Regions from separate parts of the Mus musculus genome. Here regions 1, 3, 4, 5, 6 and 7 are each linked to region 2. The links are chromatin contacts, called in public HiCAR-type, HiChIP or PLAC-seq and promoter capture Hi-C maps. All regions are on one chromosome and are shown on one strand. Each heading gives the region's core, a stretch centred on a gene start, on an enhancer-like site or on the middle of the called end of the contact. The rest is flanking DNA. Distances are from core to core; before and after follow the strand shown.

Region 1 (2,786 bases), core at 11-2,510, 1.2 Mb after region 2:
AACTAAGGAAGGAGAAGCAGTGGTACCCCCAAATCGAGAGGAAGCACGAAACAGCGCGGAGAGTTAAGGCTCAAACAATTAGAAGACCAAAGGGGCTTACATCGTGGGCGATAACCAAGCACAACCGGGATGTGAAGCCTGGGAGTTTGGGCTGGCCACAAGTTTGCCATGAGAATTAGTCCCAGTGGTCCCTTGGTGGACGCCAAGGAATTAATGCCTCTCAAAACTCAGCGGCGCCCTGGGTGGATTGCACTTCGTCCCTCCGCTTCAGTCAGGATTGATTGTGCAGGCTCCACGACAGGCTCTGGGCTCCGGGCTGCTGACACGCAGGTTCCCAGGGAGTAGTTACAGGCCTGGTCTGTACGTGCTGGTGGGTAGAAGTTAAGTTTAAACTACCGGGCAAAATAAGCATTCGGATTTCTCTGTAGAAACGACGAGCTCTTAAAGAATAATCAGTGTAGCCGGGCGGTGATGGTGCACGCCTTTAATCCCTGCACTCTGGAGGCGAGGCGGGCGGGATCTCTGAGTTCGAGGCCAGCCTGGTCTACAGAGCGAGTTCCAGGACAGCCAGGGCTACACAGAGAAACCCTGTCTCGGAAAACAAAAAAATAATCAGTGCGTACCCATTCCATATTTTCAGAAAGGAAAAAATAGTAATAAACAACGGGACGATGGAGCTGAACATCTGTCCGTGCCAGTACTCAAGAATGGGTCACTGTGTGACTCCAACTGTCCCCACGTGGGCTTTGTCTCCCCGGCCACACTGACATTCTCAACAGCAAGTGGATTATTTTGGCACTCTTTTGTCCGTCTCTCAAAGTGCCTATTACAGAGTCGGTTAGGTCCAAAAAATAAAAAATAAGATAAAAACCCAGACTTCCTGACTGACCTGGCGTCACTGAAGTTGCCTGGCTGAGAACTCCCCTTTTGCTTACTAAACTCCTGCCGAGAAGCGGAACCTGGGTCTCACTCTCCTCCACACTTCGCTTTCCTCCCGCATCCACTGAGTCCCTCTCCAGGTTCCACTAGGAGTCCAGAATAAAGCACATCTCCATCGCCGCAGGAAACGTCCGCCCGCCCGCCCGCCGGCCGCATGCGCCCCTCGCGCCTCTGCGGAGAGCCACTCGCTCACCTACGTCCCACTGCTGAGCCTCCGCCTCTGTCGCCGCCGCCTCTGTCGCCGCCGCCTCAGCCGCCGGTGAAACCCGCGAAGCCAGACGTCCGCTCGCCCTAAAGGCACTTCCGGCGCGCGCGGTGACGTCGCCCGGCGCGCCAGCCTCCGGCCCGGGGCCGTCGGGGTTTGGGGGAGTCGGAAGGAGCGCTGCACCGCGCTGCGTTCGCGGACGCCCGCGCTTTTGCGCGCCGCGGAAGGCAGCCGGAGGTGAAGCCGCCGCGGGCTCGCATCCTCTCCGCTTCGCCTCTGCGCCGAAGGTAAGCTCCCACGGCGCCGGGCCCAGGAGACGGCCGCGGCCCGGGCCTCCGCCTCGGCCTCCGCCTCGGCCTCGGCCTCGGCCTCGGCCTCGGCCTCGACCCTGACCCCAGCTCCGGCCCCAGGAACGTCCAGCCGGGGTTAGCATTTCTCAGAGTGAGAAACTGGAAACGCGACAAGCAGGTTTTGGCTAGCTAAGGCTTTTTGAATAATCCTCCTACTGGGCCAGCGGGGCGCCCTCCGGGGTGCCGGGTCCATTGTCATTCATAGGGGTTCTTAACACTTGCTGCCGACCGACGCGATCGTTTCACCTGTAATTTGCAGAGTTTTAACAGTGACGTTGATTACTAAGCACATTGATAAATATACAGGTTAATGTCCCATTCAAAGTAGGTAATCCATGTAATAGAGTGTCATTTCATGATTTGGTTGTGCACGAAATTTAAAAATCTAAAGAACTTTATCAAAATGTGAAACTACCCCAAGCTTAACAAAACCGAGTCTCTGTCGTCATGGCCTACCTATATCAGTAATCCATATATACAGACGTAGATACAGGAGTTTTTTTAAAAACAAGAACAAAAGAGGCGGGGTAGACAGGTGTCCCTTTCGGAGGTGGGCGAATCCTTGGGAAACATCTTTTCCGCTTTTACCCTAAGAAGGCGTTAAAAATAGCCTTGTGGCTTCTCCATCTCTCTAAAACCCCTCTTCAATCGCACCGCAGCCCTAAAAGGCTTAACACCCGCTGCTAGAAAAGGAATATGGTAATTCACACCCTACCCACACTGGTACTCTAATCTCTTTAAATGAATGGAGCCTGAGGAATTCTACCCTAATTAAGTCAGTGATGGTCCTTGTTTGGTTCTACTTGGAGTAAGATTCCCAATGTCTCCTTTTTTTCCGTTTTAGAAATGAGCGGTGGCTTGGCGCCAAGTAAAAGCACAGTTTATGTATCCAACTTGCCTTTCTCCCTAACAAACAATGATTTATACCGGGTAAGTTGTATGTACATCTAACTAATGGATTCTTTCTTTAGAGACAATCTGAAGCTTAAGCAAAAATACTGCTCCCTGGGAAAATTTTTAGTTGATATCTTCTGCAAATTTTAGTGGGAAATTTTTCAATTTTGTTTTAATTTCCCAAAGAGAATTTGTTGTTTGTGTGTTTTTTCGAGGCAGGGTTTCTCTGTGCCTGACTGGCCTAGAACTCACTCTGTAGAACAGGCTATCATAGAACTCAGAGATCTGCCTTCCTCTGCCGCCTGTACTTGAGTGGTGGAACACTTGCCTAGAGTAGTTATCACACACCTGTAACCCCAGCACAGGGGAAGCTGAGGTAGGAAGATCAGCTTGGACAA
Region 2 (3,105 bases), core at 596-3,095:
GGAAAAAAAAATTTTTAAGTGTCATCAGTATTTTTTTTTAAGTAGTGTCAGCTTCTGTAATCAACAGGACATGAATCAGCTAAAAACCCTGCAAGCAAACCCTACAATTTTCCCCTTGTGCAACAACAGTTCAGTTAAAACTGGTAAATCAGGCTGGACCATTACGCCGCTGGGAAGACCGTGTTGGAATGGAACACCTCCCAAGGAAGTCCCCAAACCCAGATTTTATGGGGCTAATCCATGGTGTGAAGATCTGTTAAAGGAACCGAGTTGAGATCACAAGCACCAGCACACAGCATTTTTTTTTCCCTTATGGTCTCCACAAAGAAAAGCAGTTGCAGGCCTATTTAGTGGCTTATTTAAAATGCTTTATACTCGAAGAGGGACTCCATACCTTGTCATTATGTCATTTGCCTGAATCGAGTTTGAATATAAAAAAATAAATATATTTATTAGTCCAAGGCTTTAAAATCTAGAGCTAGAGTTCTACTTAGAAAACATACATAAAAATAAACAATAGAATAAACTTTCACAGGGGAATGCATGCCGATAAAAGTGTACAGTGAGAAAGAACGGTAACTCCTGTCTGCTGTTTCCATACAAATGTATTGCATCCAGGTAACTACGAACACACATTTGACTTGAAGCAATCAAAGGCTAACCTAAAGCAAAGCTCTGTTAATGGTTTCCAAGGGTAGAGCTGACCACAGAGAGATATTCAGGTCAGCTCAATGGCTCAGTGGTTTCACACTCAGTTCTTTGGGGGAACCAGAGAAAGGACAATGAGGTCTCTTAAAGTGCTATGAGCTGAAATTTCCAGAAAAAAAAAAAAGCCACCCCAAACCTGTTCAAGACTCAAAAAGGTTGCCTAGCTGATTAGAAGTGCCTGATTGTGTAGGACTGTGGTGTAGGTCCTAAGCTGAATTATCTTGGGCCATCCCAGTTACTAGCCACTTCTGAGTCCATCCTTGGAAATGTACAGACCACTTAGCTTCTCCCATTGAAAGGTTAAAGATGCCCTCTTCAGATAATATCTGAACCAGTAGCAGAAATTTCGCCACTTTGGGTATAGCCCCATGTCCCCACCAAATATATTTTAAAGATGATTTGTGATTTTCTTTTGTTCTGGTACTAAAAAAAAAATTCATAAGTCTGTTACCAAGTTGAAACATGATATTTGGGATGGGGTGTCACCTGAATTAGTGCCTCCTCCCCGCCTGATAGGGCACATATTTGATTTCAGAATAGACTTTTTTTTCTCTTTTTTGAGGTGAGAACAGTGGTTTTGTGTGATAGTGACCAATTGAAAAGTGAACAGCTTGAGATTCAAATCACGGGGAAAATAATGGAGAACTCTACAGTCTCTTATTTTAAAGTGGGCCAGGAGTGGTCTTGAGCCCCATCTTGCTTTGCAAATGTTTAACTGTTTTATCTTTCGCCTTAAAATGGTCTTTTCTTTACAGCAAAGGATATGTCTTTCATGTAGAAAGCGTTTGTTTCGGAAAATGGCCATTTTTCCCTCTAAAGCATTTTGATGAGGTGTGTCGCTGCGGCGTGTGATAGACACACAGCCCACTGCCAGAAGGTGCATCCTGGACAGAAACAGCAGCGGGGGGGGGGGGGGGGGGGGCAAGGGGGGGTGATTGCCGGGAAAGGGCATGGCCAATGGCTTAAGGGGCGGGGCTTGTGACGACAATGAAAGTAGCCAGTGAAAGAACAGGGGGCGGGATCCTAGGCGGGGTCTATGTCGCGCTGGAGAGCGGGGCTGGTGCTGGGGGCGGGGCTGAGAGTCGCGGGCCGATGACGCACAGGCGGAGCCGCTACTTCCTGGATCCGCCGGCCGGGGCCGCTACCGCACCCTGCGCCGGAGCCGGGAGCCTGGGGCCGCCGCCATGTCCCACCAGACAGGCATCCAAGGTAACGGCGCCACGGGGCAGGGGCTCCCGGGAGGCTGCGGGCCGGAACGCTGGAGGCGCGCACGGCATTGGAGCTGCTCTGGGTGCGACGGCCCCGACTGTGTCCCTCGCGGCCCTCCCCGGCGGCCGCCACGTAACAGGCCGGTGGTGGCTGCCAGAGAACCGAGGATGTGAGGATGTCCCGGGCGACCCCGCTGCATCCCGGCCCCCGTGCCGAGAGCAGGAAGACCGAAGCTGGCTGGGCTCCTGCCGCCGGCCAGCCGAGCGACTTTTTCCTCGGGACCCGCCAAAGGAGATTGCTCCAGCACTCAGATCGTTTGAAAACCAAACAGCTCCCACCGCTGTAGGCTGCCTCCCGAACTCCCCGGATTTTTCTCTCAGAACGCGGGTGTGCCTTCCTTCCGGAGAAATCCCGAGTAGGGAGTGTTTTTCCATCTTTGGATGCTTGCACCCCAGGCAGCTGCAAAGTCTGATCTGTGTAGCTGCACCTCATGAACCCCGTGGAGACAGTCGAATGTGCAGTTTACTTGTGTATCTTACTCGCCGTTTATTATTTCCTGGTTGGAAAATAGGCAACTTGGACGTACTCAACCTCCTACGGAATCAAATAATATATCCCGGGGTTATTTAACGAGTTCTAATATAAACTAGAGCACTTCCCGTAATAGTTAACCGAGCCTTTCCCCCGGGTGACCACTTAATAACTTGTTTTGTGTTTTAAGGGTTTTTGACACTACCACTTAATTCTGTGCACATGCAGGCAAAAATAGTCTCCGATCTAACAACACTTAATCTCCCCCGTGTTACTTATGACATTTAAATATATCAAAATTATTGTTTAATGTTTGAGCCTTTTATATAACAAGACATAAATATTAGTCTTGCTTGGCAATCAACAACACAAGACCGAATTTGAAGCAATGATGACTACACAAGGGATAGGTTATTAAATGTTTATTTCCTGGGTGGCTTCTATAACTTTTTACAAAGAGATGCAAGAAAAATGTAAGATCTAGTGTATTTTACAGGTTTTTTCTTTAATCAGTATATGAGATTTGATCCTGTTGTTCTTGATGGACAGATACAGGACATGATTTGATGAAGGAGCACACATCACAAACTTAAAATTGGACTATTAGAAGCAACTTGTTAACATTTTCAAACATGGAGCAATTTGTCTGTTACTGGG
Region 3 (2,854 bases), core at 220-2,719, 1.2 Mb before region 2:
AGGCAAAACACTCATATGCATACTATAAAACAAGTCTAAAAAAATAAAGCACCATGGGAAAATTATAGGAATGTCTTAAAAAAAAAACTTGACAGGAAATCAGTTTATTAGCTCAACTTCAAAATTTTTTCTAAAGGAATGAACCGAATCTGGAAAACTAGTTTCATAGCAATTAGATATCTAGCAAAAAAAAAAAAAAAAAAAAAAAAAAAGGAAAGACAATCTAAAGCAATAGAAGTATAATATCCGAGGTTTTCCCTTTTCATACTTACAATTGTAAGTGGGATTTGGCTATTGGCCAGTTCATTGCATTATATCCAGATGAGTGAAGACGTAAGGGAGACTATAATCCTGGAGCTTAATTTTATTCATTATTTCCAAAGTCTCTCAGCTGTACTCAGCGCTACAGTGAGAACACAATTGGCCGGTCCACCTTTAGCCCTTTTCTGTCTTCTCCCCTTCTATAGGCGGGGGCTGGACTCTTAAAGGGCTACTTACAGAGCTTAGTGAGGTACAAATGTAAGTGGCCCAAGAGTGGCCTCCGCATCTGTTTCCAGATAACCCAAGACTGCCCGAAAGGTAAACGAAAGTAGGGTATATTTAGAGCATCCAGGACCTAGGATTTTCTTGGCATGCCTCAGTAACTGGAGAAGTGAGATCTCAGGAGCCGAATTGTAAGTTAGGAAATAAGATGCTGTTGTCAAGTGACCGGAAGTTCAATACCAGTTATATCACTTATTTGGTGTGAAAAGGCTCAAGGAAAGTGTTCAATGCTTGTAAGGATTTTTTTTTTTTTTTAGACAATGTGACTCAAGTTAGGGAAAAGGAGCCTCAGCTAAGAACATGACTCCATCAAATTGGCCTGAAGGCAAGTCTATGGAGCACTTTTTAAATTGGTGATTGACACGGAAGGGCCCAGCCCATTGTGGGCGGTGCCACGCCTGGGCCGGTGGTCGTGGGTTGTATAAGAAAGCAGGCGGAGCAAGCCATGGTGAGCAAGGCAGCGCTCTTCCATGGCTTCTGCATCAATCCTTGTCTCCAGGTTCCTGCCCTGACTTCCGTCATTGATGGGCTTGTGACACGGAAGTAAGTAAATAAGCTTTTCTCTGTCCTTGGCTGCTTTGGGTAGAGCTGTTTACCACAGTGATAGAAAGCAAACTCGGACAGATGGGACGCTCCCCAGACCGCAGCTTCCTCATCCATCTGATGAGAAGAACAAAGCTTTCTAGAACCGCTAAATGGAGCAGAGTCTGTAGAATGGAAAATGGCCAGAATCGACTGTTGATGACGGCCTCATTCTCATAATGATTTTAATCCTCGGCATTTGAAATATCATTCTATTTTAATCATAACGACAGCCGTGATAGCCTAATGGTTTCGCTGGGCATTTTTCTGGGAAAGAAGGCTAAGAGAATGTACTCTTCCGGTCTCTGTATTCTACTGACACCGCAACCTTCCAACACAGTGCTGTTCGATTCTGTGAGCCACCACAGTAATAGGCACACAGCATCCCTCGGCAGGTACCCCAGAGGGTCACTGTAATCCCGGGCCTGCTGTTCACGTTCCTAGCATGCTATGGTGGAGTTAGTCAGGTAATTGGGCAATGAGGGACCTTTTGGAGGCCTGAGCCATCTTTCTGAGACTGGCTTAATTCAATCATTATGGTTATCTATAGGTACATCCATTTTTTTTTTTTTTTTTGGTATGACATAGCTCTATTCTTTATGGGAGAAAAAGAAAAAAGAATCCTACTGTGTGTATATACCATATTTCCTTTACTTCTCCATCTGGGATTGCTCCGCCCCAGGTTGCTTCTATAACTTAACTACTGTGAAATGTGTTGTGATAAACATTGACATGCAAGTGTGGCATTTGATTTGGATCTGTTGGGTGACACCAAGCCTGCTTGGGTTACACGGAAGGTCTGTTCATAGTTTCTAAAGGGACCTGTAAACTGATTCTGTAGTGGCTGGACTAGCTTACACTCATCAATAACATAGATTGGCTTCTTTTTGTCTTTATCCTACTTGGTACTTACTGTCTCCATTCCAATGATTGCTTATTTGCTAGTTTAGTGCCGTTGTGTGCCATGGTACAGGTGTGCCGTGGTATAGGTGTGCTGTGGTATAGGTGTGCCATGGTACAGGTGTGCCATGGTACAGGTGTGCTGTGGTATAGGTGTGCTGTGGTATAGGTGTGGAGGTCAGAGGACCACTTGCAGAAGTTGGTTTTCTCCTTCCACTGTGTAGGTTCCAGAGATCAAACTCAAGTTGTCAGATTTGTCAAAGGTGCCCTGGTCCACTAAGCCAACTTGGCCATGATATAAGTTTTCTCAATAACTTGCCATTCGGACTGGGATAAAATGAGATTTCAATGTAGTTTTTATTTATAGTTTTCTGATGGGTGGTGATGTTGAGGTTTTTTTTTTTTCATGTGGTTATCGGTCATTTGTTTTTCATCCTTTGAGAACCGTCAGCTCATTTGATTGGCCCATTTACTGACTGAATCATTTGAACTATTGTTATTTGTTTTTGTTTGATTGATTGATTTTAGATCTTTATGTAGTCTAGATATTAATCCTCCATGAGATACATGGCTAACAAAGACTTCCTCGGTCTCTCCAGTCGGTTCATTATTTCCTTGAAATAAAGAAGAGTTATTTTATTTGCCAATTCCTGGGCTGATTACCTGTGCAGCTGAGTTCTATTACGAAAATGCTTGCTTAGGTCAATATCTTAAAATGTGTTCCTTACTTCTTCCTCTATTAATTTCAGAGCTGTAATTAAACAGGCTTTCATCTATGTAGAGTCTATTTTAAAAGTCATTTAAAAATTTTAAATCTCTCTCTCTCTCT
Region 4 (2,849 bases), core at 82-2,581, 1.2 Mb before region 2:
CTGGAGACAGCTGTTCTGGAGAGCAAGTGGTCAACGTGTAGACCTCGCTGGCCCCGTAGGGTTATAATGAAATGAAGGCTGATGAGGAGAAGCAGGTGCCACAGCAGCAGCAGCAGCAGCAGCAGCAGCAGTGTAGTGAGAGATTAGTAAGAAGTAATCCTTGCCTGCCTAGAAACAGGCTGAACCTAAGTGTTGGGGGGAGCCAGGCTCCTCTGATTGTTTAAGAGGACAGCTCAGGATCATGCTGGCCATTTGAGTGAGTTTCCTAGGTGGTATCTGGGAAGGTCGTCAACAAGGGAGTTGTTACAGCATTCTGTGCCCCAGATATGAAAATGATTGGCATGTCTGGACATGTAACTGCTGCCGTGGTGATGCGCCTGGAGCTGGCTCTCCAGGGCATGCACTGGGCTCTGCAGGAGGCAGGAGCCGCATTAGTACCTGTCAAGTGCAGGACACACAGGCTAGCTTTAATGGGCGAGCTCAATCTGAGCTGGACCAGATACATCCTATCACCCTCCCCTTCTGCAGTCACCCTGCCTAGGAGACATATAAATCATAGCCAGTGACCTAATAAAATAATAGAGTTTGTCTGAGTTTTGACAGCAGAAAATAATAGAGGACCTCAAATTCAGAGGGAGAGAAATAGGAGGCTTTTAAAAACTTGCTTCTTTGCCAAAACAGAGGTGAACAAAAAGTGATATCCGTAAGTTGTTGGTATCCTGGAAGTCCCCATGTATCTATGACACCAGAGAAACTCCAGGAAAGAGTGGGGTGAGGCGGGATTGTTTGTAAGGTAGCACTCACTGTATTATGTGCGATGCTCTCTTCCTGGCATGGAATTAATTACTGGAGATGGAGCATCCCCCCCCCCCATTCTTTTTTGCATGGTGACAGTCTAAGGAGTGGGCTGTACAGCAAGCGGGTCTGAGTTTAAATCTCAGCCCTCCCTGGTGGACAGCGCCTGGGTGCTTACTTTCTCTGAGTCAATCTCTTCACTTGGCGCCATGGTCAGTGAAACGAAACAATGCATTAAAGTGCTTGGCTTGGAGTCTGGCATAGCTCGGACCTTGTTAATTTCCTTCTTTAATCTCCAGGAATGTGCAGATAGGAGAGGGGATTCGGGCCACCCTTGCTGCATACTCCTGCTTTATGGGGTAGGAAGCACACATGATCATCATGACGAGAGAGAGAGAGAGAGAGAGAGAGAGAGAGAGAGAGAGACTGAGACTGGGTGTTTATGCGTCCGTTTCAGCCACCTGCTTGTTCAGTCCAGTGGTTTCAATGGTTTCGTTCCTCACTAGGAGCTGGTAGTGTTACTAGTTGACATCTATTGAATGCAATGAACCAGGCTCTGGGCCAGACACTGGGGTGGTTTGTTAAGGCCTGGCTTTGCTCTCTGCTCTCTTTCCTTCCCCTTTAACAAAATAAAGAGAGTGGCTGTTTTGCTCTTGCGTTCTCAGTTCTGCCCTTTCCAATACCCATTGTCTCATTGATGACTTCGTCCCCCATTCCTTGCCATCTCTTTTTGGCCAGATTTTCCTCTGGACAGAGAAGAACAAACAGCCCGAAATACGAACCAGAGCATCCTCACGCTGGAGTGCAGCTCCTTCCGTGGGGCTTCAGTTACATCCCAGCCAGTAGGCATAAAATGGGCAAATGGAGCTAATTACCAGGATAATTGCAGCATATTTAAAGGAGGTTGTGCAAACTGCACCCTCTCCCAATTCCCCTTTCAGAGCAGCTAGGAGTGAGTAAGCTTGTTACTCTAAAGATTAACATTGTGACAACTTCACCCTAGTGAGAAGGAGACTGCAGTGCTGCTCTGAACAGAGGGGCTGGGGAGGCAGTCAGGGTTCTCTGGAAGGAGCAAGGATTGGTACCAGGAAGGAAAAGCAAAGCTGGTTATATTCTCCTAGTCGGAGGCCAACTAGAGAGCAGTAGCATTCTGAAGTAGATGCTGCCAAAGTCAAATAAAGATTGGGCTTTCATTCCCAGGGGATGGATGACTGACTGACCAGTGGAGGGAGTTTGAGTCCCACTACTGATCAGAGGAAGTGGAGAACTGGGGGATTTAGGTGCAGTTTTTAAAAAGCAGGTCAAGTATAGTTGTTTTCTGCCCTCTTTCCCTTCACCCATCCCTCCTACCCTCCCTGATAAGAGAGGGAAAGTATTTTAGCTACTGAATGAATTTTTGTGCTGTAGCCGACATGTGCAGACAACAGAAAGGTATTGCTCACTCTTGGGGAAGTGCTCAGTTCTTGGACTTCCATCTTCCAGAACTTTTTACACAACGGATAGCTTTACCAAGACACTGGTCAGGCAAAGGAAGAGGATCAAACATTACTCCCTTGTGCTTTATTTTATTTTCTTTTTTCCTTCTTGGTCACAATAAAACTTTTGGTGTTATTTTTTTTTTATTTTCTTATGAAAAAGAATAACCTTCCAAGCCCTACACTGACAAGATGCTACTCTGCATTTTTATGCCCTTTCTGGTGGGAACATGAACTAGTAGCTACTCCGCCAGATGGAGAACCAATGACAGACCACCGACGTCCAGCTTGGTGAACCAATGTGTTTCCTGAGGTTATTTACAAGAGTATGGATGAGGAGCCGGAGAACCGTGTGTGACTTAAAGACATCTGCACCATCCAAAAGTCCATTTTAGCCTGGGTGACGGTTAATGAAATCGAATCCATGGTGCCTTCTGGACAGCTCGCAGAGCACTGGACAGGTCAGAGACTCTCCTCATTTCAGCAATTGTTACTGCTTACAAAGCTTTGGAGAAGGGCTTTGTGCCCTTGTAAGTTTTAGAAACATCCTGGGACTTGTCAGTTGTTATTTCCCCGGCC
Region 5 (2,986 bases), core at 86-2,585, 1.0 Mb after region 2:
GAAAACAAAAAGCTTTACTATAGTTGCATTCTGATACTAAGGCCAAAAAGTTAGCAAATGGCTTCCTGTCCCTACAGAGCTGCCCCTTAGGGACAGGTTTGTAGATAAGACTAAAACAAAAGGGGGGTTGGTGAGATGGCTCAGTGGGTAAGAGCACCCGACTGCTCTTCCTAAGGTCCAGAGTACCCAGGAACCCACATGGTGGCTCACAACCATCTGTAAGAAAATCTGACGCCCTCTTCTGGTGTGTCTGAAGACAGCTACAGTGTACTTACATATAATAATAAATAAATCTTAAAAAAAAAAAAAAAAAAGACTAAGACAAAAGAAACTAGGATTTTTTTTCCCCCTGAGTCTTTCTTGTTTGGTGCTCAGGGGTCTTTCTTTTTGTTGGTGGTCGTGGTGATGGTTTAGTTTCTCTGTGTAGCCCTTACTGCCCTTGGACTGTATAGATGAAGCTGTTCTTGACCTCAGAGATCTGCCTGCCTCTGCCTCCCAGATGCCGCTGCCACCTGGCTGGCATGTTTTCTGAGAAAATTCCCTCTTGTCTGAATAAAGCTAGAGTAAGGTAGAGTCAGAGACTGGTATGGCCGTGCCTCCTTCCTTTCATTCCTCCAGCCCACGGTGATAGATGAACCAGGACTGCCCAGCAGAGAGGGATTTGGTCAGACTAGATGGACATCCGAAGGGAAGCTCTGGGGCCTTCCTCTTCATCATGAGCCACACTGCCTACGTAAGAGTCAGACAGGCTTCGGGGCCTCCTGATGATGACAGGCCTGTCATTTACTTTTGAACTAAATGCCAGCGCTGCACATCTAATCCCCTGAGTGATTTCAACCAGCTTGCTAGGAACCCTAGTTGCCTGAGTTGTTATATTAATGTCTCAAGTTCCAGTGACTAATTGGCAGGGGATCAACTTTCTAAGAAGCCTAGCCAACCGACCTGTCCAGAAATGATCATGTTTTAATTTGATGCTTGCTTTTTTTTTTTTTTTTTTAAACTATAGTAAGACAAATTGCCTCCCAAGGCAAAACGCCTTTTGATATACTTCCTGGGTCTTTACTCTGGGCTTGGTGGAGCGGCCTACCCGAGGTTAATCCAATGGACTGATGAGGAATCCAAAGCAGTTGCTAGGCAGCCATGCCTTGGCAGCTCCTGAATAGAGAGAGCATGTCTACGGTTGAGGGGTTCAAAGGAAAGAGAAGCTGGGAGGTAGATGGACATCATTGTTGCTTACCCAACATGGTTGATGTCCGTGGTCTGCTACCCAGCGCGATGCTTACACACACATGTTCTGTGTAGCAGACGCTTTGAAATGACTGTCGACTCTTAACTACCTTGCGGAAGTGGGATGAGTCACTTTAGAAAATCTCGAGTCTTTCTTCTCTCCTCTGCCTCGGTCTCGTCAGTTAGATGTGAAGGTCATGGTGACATTTTTAGTTCATTAATTTTAATTCTAAAATACGAGATTTGGAGGCTTGCTCCTGGGGTGGGGGTGGGGGCTGGGTGGTAACTAGCAGCTGTGAAGTGGTACTAGTAATCCCCATCGCTACTTGAATGGATGGGTAGAATTATTTAATTGATCGTTTAATTAATTATTTGAGTCCACTCAAAACTACTCCTATTAGCCAGGTTCAACTTACAGCTTTAGTCATTCATTATTCCCTGTGGCCAATTCAAAACCCAGAAATGGCTATGTTTGAAGAGCTCGGGGAGTCTATACTTCCCAGACCTGACAGTTGGTTTAAATAGGTCATTGACAGTACAATGTGATAGCTAAAGATAAAATAAAAATAAAATAAAACTGGGAGGTGGGGATGCTACAGCACTTGGGAGGCAGAGGCAGGTGGATCTCCATGAGTTCGAGGTCCACTTGGTCTGCAGAGTGAGTTCTAGGACAGCCAGGGCTACACGGAGAAATCCTGTCTTGAAAAACCTAAAATAAAATCAAAAGAAAAGCAGGGTTATTAAACAGAAAGCTGCCAGTGTTGATATATGTACAACAATGGCTGCCTTGTCTCTGGTAAGAAGTGGTAACTGTGACCATTGTGCTCATCATGGGAAACATGGTGTGGGGGGGGGTTAAAACATGGACCTGTGAGTGCTCTGCTCGCTTAGATTTATAAAGTCACTTCGTAATAACAACTGTGTAAAATGTCCATGCCATGACAGGGTTTGCTGGAAGATAGGCCCACTTGAGTTGGTTTCCTAATATTTTAAAGATCTGCGATAGCACCCTCGTGTCTTTCCCAGGTAAATCAGGCAGCTGCATGCTACACAGGCAAGTCCCTTGTGTGTTGTGTTAGTCTTGGCTGGTATAGATTGCACACGTGCCCAGACCCAGCTGAAAGTACCTTTAGTGCTCGGCTGAACCATTCACTTCGCAGCAGATTCTCAGACCTCAAATGTCTGTCACCTTCTAATGAGGCCAGACTCAATCAGGAGCCCACATTGGGAATCACGAAGCCACTAGCAGCATATTCCATATACCAATCAGCATAGCAACACACAGTGCTGCATCTCCCAGCAGGTTCCCGAGTGACTCCAAAGTGCTGTGCAATATGAAGGACTCCATAATGCGACATGAATAATCACCAGTTTGAATCTGGGTCACCTCAGCCCATGACTCAAAGATCAAACGCCACCCAATGGTAATGGGAGTGTGAGAAAGTACTGCAGAGACACCCCGTGTTTCTTAATGACACCTTTATGCCTCTTCGGTGCTGTTAAGGGCAGGATGGAAATCAAGCCACCGAGCCCTTGGTCTGGAGGCTAGCCCTTCAGGGTATAGCTGGCACACTTTCGTGGGGACTCTTGAGGGAAGTCACAGCAGCTTCTGTTGATCTAGCTTCTTAAGGCCCTTTCATCTTTTTCTGACCATGGGATCACTTCAGAGTAGTGATGTCTACTTTGCATATCCTCTTTCCTTTTTCCTGTAAAAGGAGAAAGACACTATATTCACATGTGCATGTTAGCCTTTAATATT
Region 6 (2,865 bases), core at 142-2,641, 1.2 Mb before region 2:
CTATGATCCACATGAAATTCATAATTCAATAAAGGACAACCAAAAATTGCCAGGACCTGCTTAAACGTTGCCTGTCCAAACAGGCTGTCTGCTATCTAAAGTATGAATCTAAATACTGGAGGCTACAGTAAGAAGAGGCAGAGGTAGTTAACTACATCGGCTGTTTTACTTCGTGGAACAAGCATGAATTACATGGGTCAGTAAAAGCAAAGCCAGCCTACTGGCAGGGTCTGAAGACAACCTATGATGCCTATCATGTAACAGAGGCTAGACCAAATTAGATTTTCTTTCTAAATTGAAATCTGAGGGCAGCAAGGGCTTACACTCAGAGCCTCTTGCTTATGTCAATTTCTATTCCGGCTGGATCTCACTTGAGTGCCTCACTATGACAGACAAGAATATTTCCCTAAGAAACTAACTGTGCTAATACGAGTGTAACTTTTTAACGCTGCTCCCGTGGGTGGTATTTTATGTAAACGGTCACTTAACTGTTCAGTCTCATGAGACAAGAGCATCCTACATCCTTTACCCAATCAGCCGCCAGGTGCAGAGCCTTAACTTGCTCAACTCTGGGAAATCAGAAACTTCTACTTGACAGTGTGAGGCTCCAGGAAGGCTAACCTGGGCACACTTTTCTCCTCTCCTTAAAAAGGAATACTATTTGCTCTCTCCACAAAGAGGAGTGCCTGATAAACCGCTGTCACAATGAAAGGCCAAGGCTAAATCGCGGCGTGGAATTCCCAAGTTCGTCTAGACCTGGGAGTTACCAAATTCCTTTGATTGGTCTGTGAGCAAAACCTGAAAGGAAGGAAAAGCCACACCCAACTCCTAAATTTACTTTGTAAAGTGTTTGGAGGCCTTGAGAGGGAACATTTTGACATCCAGGAGGCCTGATGGAAACGTGCCACGGTCCTCCGCCCGGCGTCGCCCCGCGTCCCTGCCCCGCGCCCGCGGCTCCAGCCCTTTTGTTTGTGTCTCTGCGGGCTGGTGCAGCGGCGCAGCCTGTGGCCTCGGAGAATCCGGCTCAGGTGTGTCGTGAACCCGGGAGCAGGGGCCCCCAAAACACCGCCCGGAGCGGACGCAGGAAAAAGACCCGAAGTTGCTTGGGAGGTTCGGCTTCCGCGCAGAGGCGTCCGCCCCGGATCCCCCTTGCCCTGGCCCCGGTTCCGGCACTCACCAATGTCTCCATCCTCATCGTCGTCCTCCTCCAGCTCCATGTTCAGCAGGACCTTCCTAGTCATCATCTGCATGTCTCCCGGAGACCGTCACTCGGCTGCTCTCGGCTCCGCTCGGCTCCGCTCGGCTCGGGCCGCAAGCTCCGCTCTGCCCTCTCGGCACTGCCCCGCTGCGCTCCGCCCGCGCTCTGCTTCAGCAGGCGCTGCTCAGCCTGCGACTGAGCATGCCCAGAGGGACGCCGCCGCTCCCGCCCCAGATCAAACCGCCCCGGCTGCGAGGAGCCTGGGAGGAAGTCGGGCTGGGGGGGTTGGGGGAAGGGGAGTGGCAGAAGCCGGGCGAGCCGCGCCGCGCCTGCGGGGAGCGCTGCAGCCGCAGAGGCAGGCCGGCTTCTATGAGCTCACGAGGGTCTTTAATCTGCAGAATGACGAGACGTTGCAAGGTGCCCGCTTAGTGTGGGGGAGGAAAACGACACACGTGCGCACGGAGAGCCCCTGTGCCCCCGCCCGAAGGAGCACATGCGGGGAGTGGTCGCGGGGTGCCCTCCAAGCCCCGGAACTAGGCCGAACAAAACACGCCATAGCTACGTGTAAACTCTTTAATAAGACAATATGGGAAACTGTAGTACCAGGAAGGACAAAGAAACGAAAGGGGGAAATGACGGTAGAGAGTGAAGGAATGCCGCCCTGACAACCCAAGGACTGGGGCGCAGATGCGGCGGGAGTACCAAGTCCTTGGGTCTGCACAGCTGCTCTCAAGGACGCTGGTGAATGGTGGCTTCCCTGCAGTGCCCGGGTTGTCGCTCACTCCCTGGAGAAGCACTTGCCTCCTGAGCCCGTTCCTAGTCAATGTTCAATGACAAGACACTACTACATCCACTGTGTGTTTTATTCTTTTATATTCTTACCCTTTTCCTCTTTCGCCTCTCAGATGCTAGGAGTCCAGCCCAGCACCCCTGGCGTGCTAAGGGAGTACTCTCCACTTATCTATAGTCCCAACCTCATAGTTAATGTTCTCACTTGAAGGGAAAAAACATTGCGATCAATAATAACGCAGGAATTTAATCACGAATATGCACTAAAGGACAGTACAAATTAGAGAAAACGTCCAGGAGACGCTCTCCTTGCTCCTTAAGCTCCGGTTTTTACCAAAGAAGACTACTTGTAACATGAAAAGTAAGTGCAGAACTCTGGAGATCTTGAGAAGATGAGGAGACTATGAGAGGGAGAGAGAGGAAGAGAGGCCGGGACCAGTAATGCTAGCAATGACCCCTATGGCCTGAAATGCCATCTGCGACCTGTAATACCAGTTATGACCTATAATGCCAGCCCTCCAGAGGCCGAAGCAGGGGGACTCTGAAGCAAAACTCGGCTTCAGGACAGACTGGGAACTGAGAAGGGAAGGGAAGGCTTTAGTGAACTCTCGGTTCCAGAGGTGTGTGGGTTGCAGGAGGAAGTTTCCATCTTCATTTAGCCATGGCGATTTTCGTGCGCTGAGTCCGCTGAGTCCGGTACTAAAAGTTTTTACAGTGGTCGCTTCATCTCTGCCTAGGAGTTACTGCCACTGTTTCACCTGACCGCCCGATAGGTGAGCATCTTGTCTGCAACCACAGATAGCCAGTGTTGGGGTGGCCCTTTTACTATATGCACCTCAGAAAGTGCCTCCAGAGGCCTTTCCACCCACTTCTTCCAA
Region 7 (3,006 bases), core at 329-2,828, 1.1 Mb before region 2:
GGCAAAGACTAGATCTTTTCTCCATGTTCCTAGAACCACTGCCTTCAATACATTAAATATCCCATGAAGGTCTGCTGGTTACATCAATAAGTGAATGTATATTGATGGTACGTACCAGCCTTGCAAATAATTCTGCTCAGGTACCATGGTGATAAAGCTGTCTATTGTATCAGAAAGAAACGGCAACAACTTCTTGGGTTTGGCTATTGGAGGTGATCTTTGAGAAGGGATCTTTATAATAAGTACAGTATTTATTCGGTGTCAGTAAAGTAACCAACTCATTGAGATGAATTGAAACAATAGCAACAAATTGTACTTGTGGTGTGTGTGGTGTGTGTGTGTGTGTGTGTGGTGTGTGTGGTGGGTGGGGGTGGGGTGGGTGGTGTGTGTGAGGAAGCCAGAGGACAATGTTTGGAAGCCAGTTCTCTCCAACCACGTGGATTCTAGAGATCAAACTTAGGTCACTCGGCTTGGTGGCAACTGCTTCTATCAACTGAACCATCTCGATGATCCCCCAAAGAAGGACATTTAGCTTTCTAACCCGGCAACTCAAAATAGGCATTTAAGTAAATGGAAACCAAGCCCAACTTATTTTTAGGGGCAAGGAGTAGAACTATACATTTGACTCCAACTTTGCAGATACTCTAATGAAGTCTTATCCTAAATAAATCTGTCTAAATTAGGGAAGGAGAGTAAGTGTTAATTGGAATCACAGTTTTAACACTCCATCGATAGTTTCCAAAATGGGAAGTTTTTAAAGCCTTGTAGTTAAAGGCCTGCCTCCCCCTCCCTCCCCCTCGCCCTCTCCCTTTTTCTCCCTTCCTCTTTACCCCACCCCTCCAATATGCTTTTTGTTTGCCCAGTCTCCCACTGGCATTAGTTAGGGAATAAGATTAAAAAAAAAGAAGAAAAAGAAAAAGAAAGAAAGAAGGAAAAGACGTCCCTTTGTAGGCATGCACACTTGTAGGTGCCTGTGGATGCCAGAAGAAGACATCTAATACGGTGGAGCTGGAGTTTCAGTGGGTTGTGAGCTGGGTGCTTGTAAGCGAACTCAGGTCCTCTATTAAGAGCAGCAAGCATAGCTAACCACTGAGCCACCTCTTCAGCCCCAAGCGCTGCTTCTTTAGATCAAAACCGATTACATCATCTCTTCTAGACTGCAGGTGTGGCCACCTTCCTCCAGAATCCTTAAAACAGATCTTATAAAACCTGAGATGATTCACTGGAAACGGAGTTTTGCCAAATAGCCAAGAAAAACACATTTCCTTTCTTCTTAAAACAGAGGCGCCCATAAAACCTGCAAAATGAGTTATCACTGGTACTAATATCAACGTTTTCGAGTCTCCCTGATGACAACCACGCTTCAGCGACCAAGTACATGTACCCTGGAGCTCATGATAACCAAAACCAGAGGGCCCAGGACTCCAGCAGCAGGGTCAAGGCTTGGCAGGCAGAGTGGCAGCGCCCCTTTTCCGTCCCCTCCACGCCCACCTCCTCAGCAAGAGTCCCCTCCCCTCGCTGGAGCCCAGACTCTCATTGCCTTCATTGTTGGCCGCATCTGTCACTTTGTGGGCAGGATGACATGAATGGATGGGCCGGACACACCTTCCATCCCAGTCCTGAAAACCCTGTCCGGATCTGCAGACCGTTCCCGGACGCTGCCAGAGGAGCCGCTGAGGGCCAAGGACTCACCCCTCAGCCCCGATCCTGTCCGCGCCCTGTCCCTGTCCCTTCGCACTCGCTCTCCACGGCTCCCCGGGCAGCGGGCGCGCACCATGCTGCCCAGCGCTGTGGCCGCCCAGGCCGGAGCCTACTGGGATGTGGTGGCGTCCTCAGCACTCTTCGGCCTTCCTGCGCCCGGCTTTGGCAGTCTGGGCAAGAGTTTCCTGATCGAGAACTTGCTGCGCGCAGGGGCCGGGCCCACGCACGCACCCCCGCCCCCACGCCCAGCGCCCGGTCCTGAGTGTCCGCAGCTGCGGCCACTGCCTGCCAGCCCAGTGCCGCTCAAGCTGTGCCCGGCCGGACCCTTTGGTGTGCGCTGGGCCTTCCAGATGCCCCCTGGCCGGGCTCCGGGGGAGCGGGACAGTGCCTTCCAGCCCTCAGCCCCAGGTGAGCTTTGGTCGAGGGGAACCTCGGCCCAGGAGACCCTTAGTTCTGGAGAACCTGGACCAAGGGGAGCCTCAGTTCAGGGGAGCCCTGAACCAGGGGAACTTCAGTCCAGGGAAGCCTTAGCCCTGGGGAGCCTCGATCTGATCTAGAGGAGGCGCAGCCCAGGCGAACTTCAGTCTAGGGGATCCTCAGTCTGGGAAAGCCTCAGCCCAGGGAAGCCTTGCTTTCAGGTGGTCCTCAGTCCAGAGAGAGCCCTGTTGCCAGCACAGTCCCCACCTGTGAGCCCCTCACAGCACGAGTGCTGACCTGGGTGGCCCACTGCAGAGGACTGAACTGGGGTGCAGATGCCGTTTCTGGACACTAGTTCTGATTCCTTTCCTCTCCACCCCATCCCATCCCGCACTCCTTCCTAGCATCCTCCCTCAACAGGTTGACTGGGCTACCTGGGCAGTTTGATCACAGCGGGTTAGCTGGGGGGTGGTGGGTGGGGGGTAGGGGGTGGGGGATTTGAGGTTTCTAGCTGACTGGCTCCTGTTTCCAAAGTTAGCATCCTCTCTTCTGCGGGAAAGTTGCTGGCAGGGTGGTGCTGCGGACTTTGCTGGCGGAGACCTCGCCGCTGGTTTGATAGGGCTCTAATGATTTGAAAAAGAGTTGCGCAAACTTTGGACTTTCCTTGCTTTCACAGTTTGGTGTACACTAAGGTGTAAAGTAATCAAGGCCTACGCTTGCATCAGGCTGAGATAGCTGACAAATGTTGAATTGATAACTAAATGAGGAAGTTCACATATAAATAGGAATTTACCGAAAGAAGGGCACTTTGGGTTTATTTATATGCGTACTGAAGAAAACCTAACTAGTAGAACTGGGAGGAAGGCTTTGGGCAACTGAGTTAAAGAA

The links. Promoter capture Hi-C pulls out the DNA fragments that hold promoters and counts their contacts. HiCAR-type assays count read pairs that join an accessible place to other places. HiChIP or PLAC-seq counts read pairs in DNA pulled down with a chosen protein or histone mark. Capture Hi-C pulls out chosen DNA fragments and counts their contacts.
Region 1: a contact with region 2 is called in a promoter capture Hi-C map of liver, with 5 times the contacts expected there. The contact joins the promoter of Zcrb1 here to the promoter of Twf1 in region 2. A contact is called at or near these places in 13 of 39 promoter capture datasets (the 3T3-L1 cell line, 3T3-L1-derived adipocytes, the C10 cell line and 8 more), 10 of 484 Hi-C or Micro-C datasets (B cells, CD4 T cells, CD8 T cells and 5 more), 17 of 115 datasets of contacts at active chromatin or transcription factors (acute myeloid leukemia, astrocytes, bone marrow-derived dendritic cells and 10 more) and 2 of 9 other capture datasets (adipose tissue and liver).
Region 3: a contact with region 2 is called in a promoter capture Hi-C map of hippocampal neurons, with 2.7 times the contacts expected there. The contact joins the enhancer-like site here to the promoter of Twf1 in region 2. A contact is called at or near these places in 2 of 39 promoter capture datasets (hippocampal neurons and liver) and 4 of 115 datasets of contacts at active chromatin or transcription factors (acute myeloid leukemia, embryonic brain, embryonic stem cells and 1 more).
Region 4: a HiCAR-type map of astrocytes shows a contact between it and region 2, with 3 times the contacts expected there. The contact joins the enhancer-like site here to the promoter of Twf1 in region 2. A contact is called at or near these places in 3 of 39 promoter capture datasets (3T3-L1-derived adipocytes, liver and stem cell-derived epiblast-like cells), 3 of 115 datasets of contacts at active chromatin or transcription factors (acute myeloid leukemia, astrocytes and embryonic stem cells) and 1 of 9 other capture datasets (embryonic stem cells).
Region 5: a contact with region 2 is called in an H3K27ac HiChIP or PLAC-seq map of thymic regulatory T cells, with 6 times the contacts expected there. The contact joins the enhancer-like site here to the promoter of Twf1 in region 2. A contact is called at or near these places in 5 of 39 promoter capture datasets (the 3T3-L1 cell line, hematopoietic stem and progenitor cells, liver and 1 more), 1 of 484 Hi-C or Micro-C datasets (muscle stem cells) and 4 of 115 datasets of contacts at active chromatin or transcription factors (embryonic stem cells, pancreatic cancer cells, stem cell-derived neural progenitor cells and 1 more).
Region 6: an H3K27ac HiChIP or PLAC-seq map of embryonic stem cells shows a contact between it and region 2, with 4 times the contacts expected there. The contact joins the promoter of Ano6 here to the promoter of Twf1 in region 2. A contact is called at or near these places in 6 of 39 promoter capture datasets (3T3-L1-derived adipocytes, embryonic stem cells, liver and 1 more), 4 of 115 datasets of contacts at active chromatin or transcription factors (astrocytes, embryonic stem cells and extraembryonic endoderm stem cells) and 3 of 9 other capture datasets (adipose tissue, embryonic stem cells and liver).
Region 7: a contact with region 2 is called in an H3K27ac HiChIP or PLAC-seq map of embryonic stem cells, with 4 times the contacts expected there. The contact joins the promoter of Dbx2 here to the promoter of Twf1 in region 2. A contact is called at or near these places in 1 of 39 promoter capture datasets (embryonic stem cells) and 4 of 115 datasets of contacts at active chromatin or transcription factors (astrocytes, embryonic forebrain and embryonic stem cells).

The regions. Positions count from the first base shown.
Region 1 is chr15:93,396,808-93,399,593 of GRCm38.p6, reverse strand. It overlaps Zcrb1 (zinc finger CCHC-type and RNA binding motif 1), which reads left to right and starts at 1,260. Exons shown (of 8, transcript NM_026025.3): 1 at 1,260-1,431; 2 at 2,339-2,424. The coding sequence starts at 2,341. It overlaps Pphln1 (periphilin 1), which reads right to left and starts at 1,244. Exons shown (of 9, transcript NM_175363.4): 1 at 1,133-1,244.
Region 2 is chr15:94,588,564-94,591,668 of GRCm38.p6, reverse strand. Twf1 (twinfilin actin binding protein 1) reads left to right here and starts at 1,845. Exons shown (of 9, transcript NM_008971.4): 1 at 1,845-1,917. The coding sequence starts at 1,893.
Region 3 is chr15:95,770,771-95,773,624 of GRCm38.p6, reverse strand. No RefSeq gene overlaps it. Among named protein-coding and RNA genes, the nearest start is that of Ano6, 19 kb to the left of the region's middle. Within about 2 kb of position 1,469, at least 13 of the 459 cell types and tissues checked have an H3K27ac peak or open chromatin away from gene starts, as enhancers often do. A contact at or near this core is called in hippocampal neurons, where this site is marked.
Region 4 is chr15:95,744,368-95,747,216 of GRCm38.p6, reverse strand. No RefSeq gene overlaps it. Among named protein-coding and RNA genes, the nearest start is that of Gm6961, 5.8 kb to the left of the region's middle. Within about 2 kb of position 1,331, at least 19 of the 459 cell types and tissues checked have an H3K27ac peak or open chromatin away from gene starts, as enhancers often do. A contact at or near this core is called in astrocytes and liver, where this site is marked.
Region 5 is chr15:93,581,575-93,584,560 of GRCm38.p6, reverse strand. All of the region lies in intron 1 of Prickle1 (prickle planar cell polarity protein 1), which reads left to right. Among named protein-coding and RNA genes, the nearest start is that of Prickle1, 13 kb to the left of the region's middle. Within about 2 kb of position 1,335, at least 10 of the 459 cell types and tissues checked have an H3K27ac peak or open chromatin away from gene starts, as enhancers often do. A contact at or near this core is called in thymic regulatory T cells, where this site is marked.
Region 6 is chr15:95,789,369-95,792,233 of GRCm38.p6, reverse strand. Ano6 (anoctamin 6) reads right to left here and starts at 1,391. Exons shown (of 20, transcript NM_175344.4): 1 at 1,178-1,391. The coding sequence starts at 1,250. The region is part of intron 1 of A130051J06Rik (a long non-coding RNA gene); the gene reads left to right.
Region 7 is chr15:95,653,343-95,656,348 of GRCm38.p6, reverse strand. Dbx2 (developing brain homeobox 2) reads left to right here and starts at 1,578. Exons shown (of 4, transcript NM_207533.2): 1 at 1,578-2,109. The coding sequence starts at 1,587. It overlaps Gm31690 (predicted gene, 31690), which reads right to left and starts at 1,873. Exons shown (of 3, transcript NR_168499.1): 1 at 1,693-1,873.